Regions from separate parts of the Pan troglodytes genome. Here region 1 is linked to region 2. Evidence: chromatin contacts called from public Hi-C data. All regions are on one chromosome and are shown on one strand. Each heading gives the region's core, a stretch centred on a gene start, on an enhancer-like site or on the middle of the called end of the contact. The rest is flanking DNA. Distances are from core to core; before and after follow the strand shown. Region 1 has its middle 83 kb from the start of FOXN3. Region 2 overlaps FOXN3 (forkhead box N3).

What was found. A called contact is a pair of places that touch in the nucleus more often than the background predicts.
Region 1: a Hi-C map of stem cell-derived neural progenitor cells shows a contact between it and region 2, with 4 times the contacts expected there. The contact joins two enhancer-like sites. A contact is called at or near these places in 1 of 7 Hi-C or Micro-C datasets (stem cell-derived neural progenitor cells) and 1 of 1 datasets of contacts at active chromatin or transcription factors (stem cell-derived excitatory neurons).

Annotation. Positions count from the first base shown.
Region 1 is chr15:87,705,822-87,710,126 of NHGRI_mPanTro3-v2.0_pri, reverse strand. No RefSeq gene overlaps it. Among named protein-coding and RNA genes, the nearest start is that of FOXN3, 83 kb to the right of the region's middle. Within about 2 kb of position 2,501, at least 15 of the 24 cell types and tissues checked have an H3K27ac peak or open chromatin away from gene starts, as enhancers often do. A contact at or near this core is called in stem cell-derived neural progenitor cells, where this site is marked.
Region 2 is chr15:87,431,234-87,435,694 of NHGRI_mPanTro3-v2.0_pri, reverse strand. The region is part of intron 2 of FOXN3 (forkhead box N3); the gene reads left to right. Among named protein-coding and RNA genes, the nearest start is that of FOXN3, 190 kb to the left of the region's middle. Within about 2 kb of position 2,049, at least 3 of the 24 cell types and tissues checked have an H3K27ac peak or open chromatin away from gene starts, as enhancers often do. A contact at or near this core is called in stem cell-derived neural progenitor cells, where this site is marked.

The sequences.
Region 1 (4,305 bases), core at 1,252-3,751, 270 kb before region 2:
AAAAAAAAATGGGGGGCTAGTTGAGGTTGAGGAGAATCTAGAATGGATGATAGGGAAGAAAGATTATGGTATAATTTGACTGTGTCTCCACCCAAATCTCATCTTGAATTGTAGTTCCCATAATCCCCAAGTATCACGGGAGGGACCCCATGGGAGGTAACTGAATCATGGGTGTGATTTCCCCCATGCTATTCAAGTGATAGTAAGTGAGTTCTCATGAGATCTGATGATTTTATAAGGGGCTTTCCCCTTCACTCAGCTGTCATTCTTCTTCCAGCGTCCATGTGAAGAAGGATGTCTTTGCTTCCCCTTCCACCATGATTGTAAGTTTCCTGAGGCTTCCCCAGCCATCCTGAACTGTGAGTCAATTAAACCTCTTCATAAATTACCCAGTCTCAGGTTAGCACCATGAGAAGGAACTAATACAGATGATGAATATGTTATTGTCTTAGGACCAGCTGCAGCAGCAAGGGCTATCTATGGTCTGTCTTTTTTGAATAAGCTGTGACATGATGAAGTGAAACTGATGTGAGAAGCATGTTGATATCGTTTGGATTTGTGTCCACACCCAAATCCCATGTGGATTTGTAATCCCCAGTGTTGGAGGTGGGGGCCTGGTGGGAGGTAACTGGATTATGGGAATAGATTTCCCCTTTGGTGCTGTTCTCATGAGTGAGTTATGGCAAGATCTGGTTGCTTAAAAGTGTGTAGCATCTCCCCTTCTCTTCCTTGGTCCTGCCCTGGCCATGTAGGATGTACCTGCTTCTCTTTCACTTCCCACCATGATTGAAGGTTTCTTGAGATCTCCCCAGAAGCTAAGCAGAGGCCACCATACTTCCTGTACAGCCTGCAGAACCATGAGCCAATTAAACCTCTTTTCTTTATAAATTTTGCAGCCTCAGGTATTTCTTTATAGCAGCCTGAGAACGAACTAATGCACATGTGGATCTAAGTGGTGCAAGGGGTGGACTGTCATGGGTGTTGTTGGTGCTCTGCCCAGATCCCTTCATATCCCCCTTTCCAGTTCATTGCCCCTAGCCCCAGCTTCTAAGTGGTTTACTCCTAAAGGTTCATACCCCTAACTTCCTTCAGAGAACTTCCTTCCCTTAATCTACAGGAGCCACTTCACTGCAAAAGAGGTATTAAGCACCTAGACTCACTTAACGCGTCTAAATTAAGTGCCTAGACTCACCCAGACTCACCTCAGAACCAGAAGTGCTAGGTATTTTTGTCCCCCGACCCTTTCCAGGAAAGACTATAGCCAGTGACTAATTGGTGCAGGGTTATGAAAACCCCAGCTCCCTTGCCTCAAGTTGGGATAAATTCTAATTTATGCTCCAGAACTAGTTGGGGATCTTGCTGGGGCTGGAACTTCACCTTAAATTGCTCCCTTGCTTGGCTGCTTCTTTCCTATTCTGCTTCCCTTTCTAGTTTCTCCTGGAAGCTCTTCCTTAATAAATTGCTTGCACGCAAATCCTTGGCAACCCAAGACAGTTCCCTAGTAGAAAATACACTCTTGAGCTTCAAGTCAGTGACAAGGAAATAAAGAAAAACAAAAACAAAAAAAAAACACTTAGTGAACAGCTATGGTTTACAAGAAAAAAAAAATGTTAAAGCCCAGAATGGAGTACCTACCATGAGTCAATTGTCTTTGGTTTGGATTTTCATTTCCTAAGAATTTGATGATCATAAGTGGTTATTCTGGTAGCACATTACAGACTGGGACATCTGTAAATTATCAATGATACATCAACATAAACCGTATGCCCCAGATTTTTTGGACAACCTTGATTTCAAGTTTTTAATCCCCTTGTCAGACCATGTTCCAGACAGTGTGTCCTGGCTGGTGTGGGTGTTTGGACAGCAAAGGGGGATGCTGGGCTAGCCAAGAGGCAGCTGAGAGGACGAACTTGAGCATTATAAAAAGGCAGACACCTTGAAATTAATAAGCGCAACTGGACTTCAAGTCCTGGCTCCACCCCAAGCAGCTGTAGGCCACATTTTATTCCTGTTAAAATGAAGTTCCCAGCTCCCACCTCACAGGATTGAAAATGAGGTGATGTATACAAAACGCTTAGCATTGCTCCTGGATTTCGTGAAGTTCAAGAGATGGTTCCTTTGGAGGGGGAAGAAGAGTGGGTGAAGAGCCCTCCAGTGGAGTTTGGGGACTTTATTGTCCTAATAGAGCCGGCAGGGGATGCGGGACCAGAGGTCGAGAGCCCACGTTGAAGCGTTGCATTCATCTAAATTTGCTGAGCGCCGTCTCCCTCCCAGGGCGCGGGACTCAATACTTGTACGCCAAGGGGGAAAAGGCCGTCAACTCGACCTGGAAGGGACGGCGCAACGCAGAATGATGCCCGAGGCCCCGGGCCACCACGTGGCTTCCCGATGGCCTCCCCCGACCCTCCCCCACTCCGGCCCCGCAGGGGAAGTAGGTGAAGGGTGGAAGCCGAGAGACCGCGCCGCGGAGGCGGCCCGCCGCCGGTTTCCTAGCAACGCCCGCCCCGCCCCGCCCCGCTGGCGCGCCGGCGCCGGGAAGCGGGGGGCGGACCGCCGTTGCCATGGCAGCGCGGCAGCCGCGCCCGACGCCGCCGGCGCCTGCGGGAAACGCGGGCCAGGGGCCCAGAGTGGGCTGCCAGGTGGCGTCCCTGCCTAGCTCCCACCTCGGGATGGACCAGACCTCGCGGCCGGGGGTGTCAGTGGAGAAACCGAGTCGCCCCGAAAGGTGGCAGGGCCGCAAGGCCGGTCGGCCCCACTCACTCCCCGGCCGACTGGGGCGACTGAGAGCTTGGAGACTTTCCAGTTTGTCTGGTGGGGTCTGAGTTGGTCTTCCGGGCCGGAGTAGACCGAGGGAATTTTTTTGATTTTGGAATCTCTTCGGACCTTTTTTCCACACCTAGTCAAGACTGCACGCGCGTGCACACACGCACACGCACGTCTGCAGCCTGATGTCCCGTCCTTTTACCCTAGGTGTTGTCACCTGAAGGTTCTTTAATCTCGGAAAGAGAATATGCAAAAGATAGCAGCTTCCAAAAAAAGCTGCCTTTTAAAACGACGTTGAAAATCAGTGTTATTTCCCGAGGGCCATTTAAACGGAAAACCTCCGTGCCTGGAAGGGTGTTCTAGATTCTGGACTCAAATTTGCATTATTCTAAATCACTTTTTGCAGTGAGCTGCGATTGGAGAATTCAGTTGTGGAGTATTAAATTTAACCGTACACCCATTTAGCTAGTGTAATGATCGCTTGGCCAAAAGACCCACTCACAAAGACAAAGCCACACGCTTCTCAGTCGTTCTCTGGCTTGAGTGTTTTTAACAGAGGCGGAGTCAGTCACATGTTTGTGAGTTTAATCAAATTGACAAGGGCTCTGAGCGAGAAAAGCTTACTATCTAATTCGAAGACAACATTAGGTACATAGAGATGCATTCTCTTTGACTTATTTGAATCAGAGCTTTTCAAATGGAATCCTCTCCTGCACATATTTTTCTCGATCTGCTGCAACTGGAAAATTTAAATCAAAATCCTATTTCTTATATTCATTTTTATGGTAAATGTGCTGGTAAATGTGTCTGCGCTGAGATTCTGCATTTTCTTGATCAACAAGGAAATGCGCAGCAATCACTGAATTGAGCACCTTGCTGATTGAGCAACACTTAAACCTAGAGGCATGAACGACCATAATCTTGGGATGAGAATCCTCTGTAGTATATTTCAAAAGCATATTCACAGCTAACCTTTTTCCACTCCAAAGGATCATTCACTTGGAACTTTTTTATTCTTCATCTTGCCAGACTATTTAATTTCTTCTAAAACCACTTTGACACACTTTTTAGTTTGAAAACGTGATTGTGGTTGGACAAGTGATCATATAAAATTAATTTATACACACACACACACACACACAGAGACATATACACAATGTCCTCTTAATCTTAGATCATTTTTTCCCAGTATCAAAACAGAACCTTTAATTTGCATGGTGGAGGGTAGAAGATAAATTCAGAAAGCTAAACCAAAAGTCTGAACAGAATAGTTTTATGTTTAGCACTATGGAGGGAAAAAAACGATGAAACTATGTATACCTAATGACTTTCTGTGCAAAGGGCAAATCATTAAATTAATTTGCTGTACATTTGGTGGTTAAAATGTACCAAATGTATGGGCCCAATGGCTCATACCTGTAATCTCAGCGTTTTGGGAGGCTGACGCAGGCAGACTGCTTGAGCCAAGGGGTTCGAGAGCAGCCTAGACAACATGGTGAAACCCCGTCTCTACAGAAAATACAAAAATTAGCTGGGTGTGGT
Region 2 (4,461 bases), core at 800-3,299:
AATATGTTAGTAATCATTTAATCTATATTCTGTTTCTCAGGGAGTTCATCAAATTCGGAGCTCTTACTTTGTTTTAAAAAGACTATCGTAGAGAGAAGAATCAATTGTTTTCTTTCACACCCCTCTGAAAAAGTAAAACGAGAGAAGTTATTTCTTGGCGTGGATAAGACTTTGGCAGACTTAGCCACCGAAACCCACGAGACTATGGTACTTGGTGTACTCACTAAAGAGAGGAAAACAATAAAATCTCTTAAAAACTTTGGAGGAGGAAAATGTTGATGAGGCTACTTTTCTCTGACTGATCTGTAGAGTTAATAGGTGCCAGCTTGAGAGAGGGATAAAAAGGAGACTTTTTTTTTTCCTGTTAAGTGATCAATATTTTTTATTACCACTGTGCCATGTGCTATGAGCAGAAGAGAAAACAGAGTCCCTTGCCCCTCAAGGCACTTACACTCTGTTGGTGACGTTCAGTATCTAGTTGATTTATTTTTTTATTACAAAGATACACCATACTTTGTTGATTATGACATAGAAGTTGAACTTTGAGTTTTTGCAAGTAGTGCCTTTTCATTCAGTTAAAAAGTCCTGGCCGGGCACGGTGGCTCACTCCTGTAATCCCAGCACTTTGGAAGGCCGAGGCAGGTGGATCACGAGGTCTAGGAGCTGGAGACCAGCCTGGCCAAGATGGTGAAACCCCATCTCTACTAAGAATACAAAAAAAAAAAAAAAAAAAAAAAATTAGCCGGGCGCAGTGGTGGAGGCCTGTAATCCCACATACTTGGGATGCTGAGGCAGGAGAATCGCTTGAACCCAGGAGGCGGAGGTTGCAGTGAGCCAAGATCGCACCACTGCACTCTAGTCTGGGCAACAGAGCAAGACTCCATCTCAAAAAAAAAAAAAAAAAAAAGTCCCCTTTTCCTTCCTCCTCTTGTGTTTTTTTTCTTCTTTTTCTTTTTCTTTTTTTTTTTTGAGACAGAGGCTCACTCTGTCGACCAGGCTGGAGTGCAGTGGCACGATATCAGCTCACTGCAACCTCCACCTCCCTGGTTCAAGCATTTCTCCTGCCTCAGCCTCCCAAGTAACTGAGAGTACAGGAACCCACCACTGCGCCTGGCTAATTTTTGTATTTTTAGTAACAGGGTTTCACCATGTTGGCCAGGCTGGTCTTGAACTCCTGACCTCAAGTGATCCACCCGCCTCGGTTTCTCAAAGTGCTGGGATTACAGGCATGAGCCACTGCGCCCGGCCCTCCTCTTCTATTTCTTGGTCACAATTTTTTCTCCCTTGTGCCCCACTGGTCCTGTCCTTCATGTCCTAGGCCCCTGAGAGGTTCTCTAAGAAGCCAGATGTTCTGAAGCTTTCCCAAACTCACTGTGTGGGTTCAATTCCCAGCCCCATCATTTACCAGCTGTGTGTTATGAGCAAGTGGCCAAACTTCTCTGTGCCTCAGAATCTCTGTTGATAAAATGGGGATAATAATAGTACCTACTTCACATGATTAATGTGAGGCTGAAATGAGTGAATATTTTCAGAGCTTTAGAACACTGTCTGGCATCCAGTTAAGTGCTATTTCGGTGTTTGTTAAATGCAGTCAGTCCTCATCATTGGTAGTTTTTGTATTTGCGAATTCACCCTCTTGCTAAAATTTACCTGTAATCTCAAAATCAGTACTCCTGCCCGGGCATGGTGGCTCACGCCTTCCCAGCACTTTGGGAGGCCGAGGCGGGTGGGTCACCTGAGGTCAGGAGTTCTAGACCAGCCTGGCCAACATGGTGAAACCCTGTCTCTACTAAAAATACAAAAAATTAGCTGGGCGTGATGGTGGGCGCCTGTAATCCCAGCTACTCAGGAGGCTAAGGCAGGGAGAATCACTTGAACCTGGGAGGCAGAGATTGCAATGAGCTGAGGTCATGCCACTGCGCTCCAGCCTGGGTGACAAGAGCAAGACCCTGTCTCAAAAAAGAAAAAAAAAAAAAAAATCAGTACTCCTGGTGCTTTTGTGGTCACTCATGGACGCGTACAAATGAGTCATTCAGTGTGCACGTTCCCAGCTGAGGGTGAACAAAGTGATGTTCTGCCCGCTTGTTTCGGCTTTCCAAGTGTCCTTTTTGTGGTCTGTTTAGTACCACATTTTTTGCATTTTTGTTCATTTTGCTGTTTGAAACAGAGCCCAAGCACTGCTGAAGTGCTATCTAGTGTTTCTAAGTGCAGGAAGGCTGTGGTATGCCTTATGGATAAAATGTGTATTAGATAAGCGTCATTCTGGCACAGTTCATTGTGAACGAACAACAATATATATTCAAAAAGCTTCTTAAATGGAAACACAGATAAAATAAATATCAACAAAATTATGATGTGATAATATATCAGTAAAATTATGTTTTGATTGGTTGATGAAAGTGTTGTGAGTGGAGGCTCACAGGAACCTAACCCCATATTTCCCCTAGGAGCAATGATTCAGGATTTGTTAATTCAGTGTTTGTGGCACTTTATAGAACACAACTACTGTGAATAAAAATAGTCAGCTATAGGCTGGGCGCGGTGGCTCATGCCTATAATCCCAGCACTTTGGGAGGCCAAGGTGGGTAGAACACCTGAGGTCAGGAGTTCGAGACCAGCGTGGCCAACATGCTCAACCCCGTGTCTATTAAAAAAAAAAAAATTAGCCGGGCATGGTGGCACAAGCCTGTAATCCCAGCTACTCAGGTGGCTAAGGCAGGAGAATCACTTGAACCCAGGAGGCAGAGGTCGCAGTGAGCCGAGATTGAGCCACTGCACTCCAGCCTGGGCAACAGAGCAGGACTCTGTCTCAAAAACAAAACAAAACAGGCCAGGCGCAGTGGCTCACGCCTGTAATCCCAGCACTTTGGGAGGCCAAGGTGGGCGGATCACGAGGTCAGGAGTTCAAGACCAGCCTGGCCAACATGGTGAAACCCCCATCTCTACTGAAAATACAAAAAATAGCTGGGTATGATGGCATGTGCCTATAATCCCAGCTACTTGGGAGGCTGAGGTGGGAGAATTGCTTGAACCAGGACCCGGGAGGCAGAGGTAGCAGTGAGCCAAGATCGTGCCACTGCATTCCAGCCTGGGCTACAGAGTGACACTCTGTCTCAAAAAAAAAAAAAAAAAAAAAAAGAAAAGAAAACAAAACACAACAAAAAAAGTCAGCCGTAGATAAAATGAGTTCAAGAACTGAGAGAGGTGATCTCCTCTTGTATCAGATAAGCATCACGAATATCCCTGGGGCAGGAGAAGCATTAGTAGCTCTGGTCATGTGGGGTAACTCAGCTGGGCACAGATTTTCTATCAGATATGAAAAATAAAAATAACTTGTAACCACATTTAGTGGCATGATCATGGCTTACTGTAGCTTCAACCTCCAGGGCTCAAGTGAACCTCCTACCTTAGCCTCCTGAGTAGCTGGGACTATAGGCACGTGCCACCATGCCTGGCTAATTTTTCTATTTTTTTTTTTTTTTTGTAGAGTCATAGGTCTCCCTATGTTGTCAGGCTGGTCTCGAACTTCTAGGCTCAAGCAATCCCCAGCCTCGACCTCCCAAAATGTTAAGATTATAGGTGTGAGCCACCGCACCTGCCTTCCCCCACAAATTCTTAATTCAAGAGTATTTTGAACTCTTGAATCTTGGAACCTACGTAAGAGTTTGTAGAGAAAGTTTGATATTCAAAACCTATAAACCAAAAGACTTCCCACGGCCAGACAATAGACCTCATAACACAGGATATAATGTTTGTTGTACTTAGCAATTCTCCTGTTTGCTCAGAGCACCAGGCTTTTCAGAAGGGGATCGTTTTGTCCCTCCTGATTGAAAAGATCACAGAATGCTTTAATTTTGTGAAGCGCTTTGCCAACATATTCATTTTCCCCTAAACTCTTACTTTATGAAATGTTTGCAAATTGTTTCACACGTACAGTCTCTGAGAATGTGAAAATGATTCAGAAAAGGGAAAGCCTCACTTAAAACTACTGGAAAATGCAAATGAAAGGGAACAAAGGGAACATGGCCCCACTGTGCCCCACAGAATGTAATAATATGCCTCTGGCCTCTTATTTCAGCAATTTCCAAGTTTTTGTGATTTTAAACAACGTCCCAGCAAAATCCTCCTAAATACATTGTTGCTTCCTTCAGTTAATTTATTCGATACATATTTATCGAGTGTCTTCTGCCAGGCATAAATGCCAGGTGTGCACTGCTGAATCTAGTAGGCTGGAGTCCTGCTTTCCTGGGGTTTATTGCCTCTTCCCAGTAGTCAGTCTGGTGGGGAAGTTAACTCTTTTACAGGATCTCCCAAGGATAAATTCCTACAAGTTGGAAATTTAGGATCAGTGGCTGTCCGTGCTCACTGAAATTTTAATTTGTTTTGCGACTGTCCTCTTGAAAAGTTATACCACTTCCCACCAGTGCCTTCAACCAACATTGGCATGGTTAGTACTTTTAA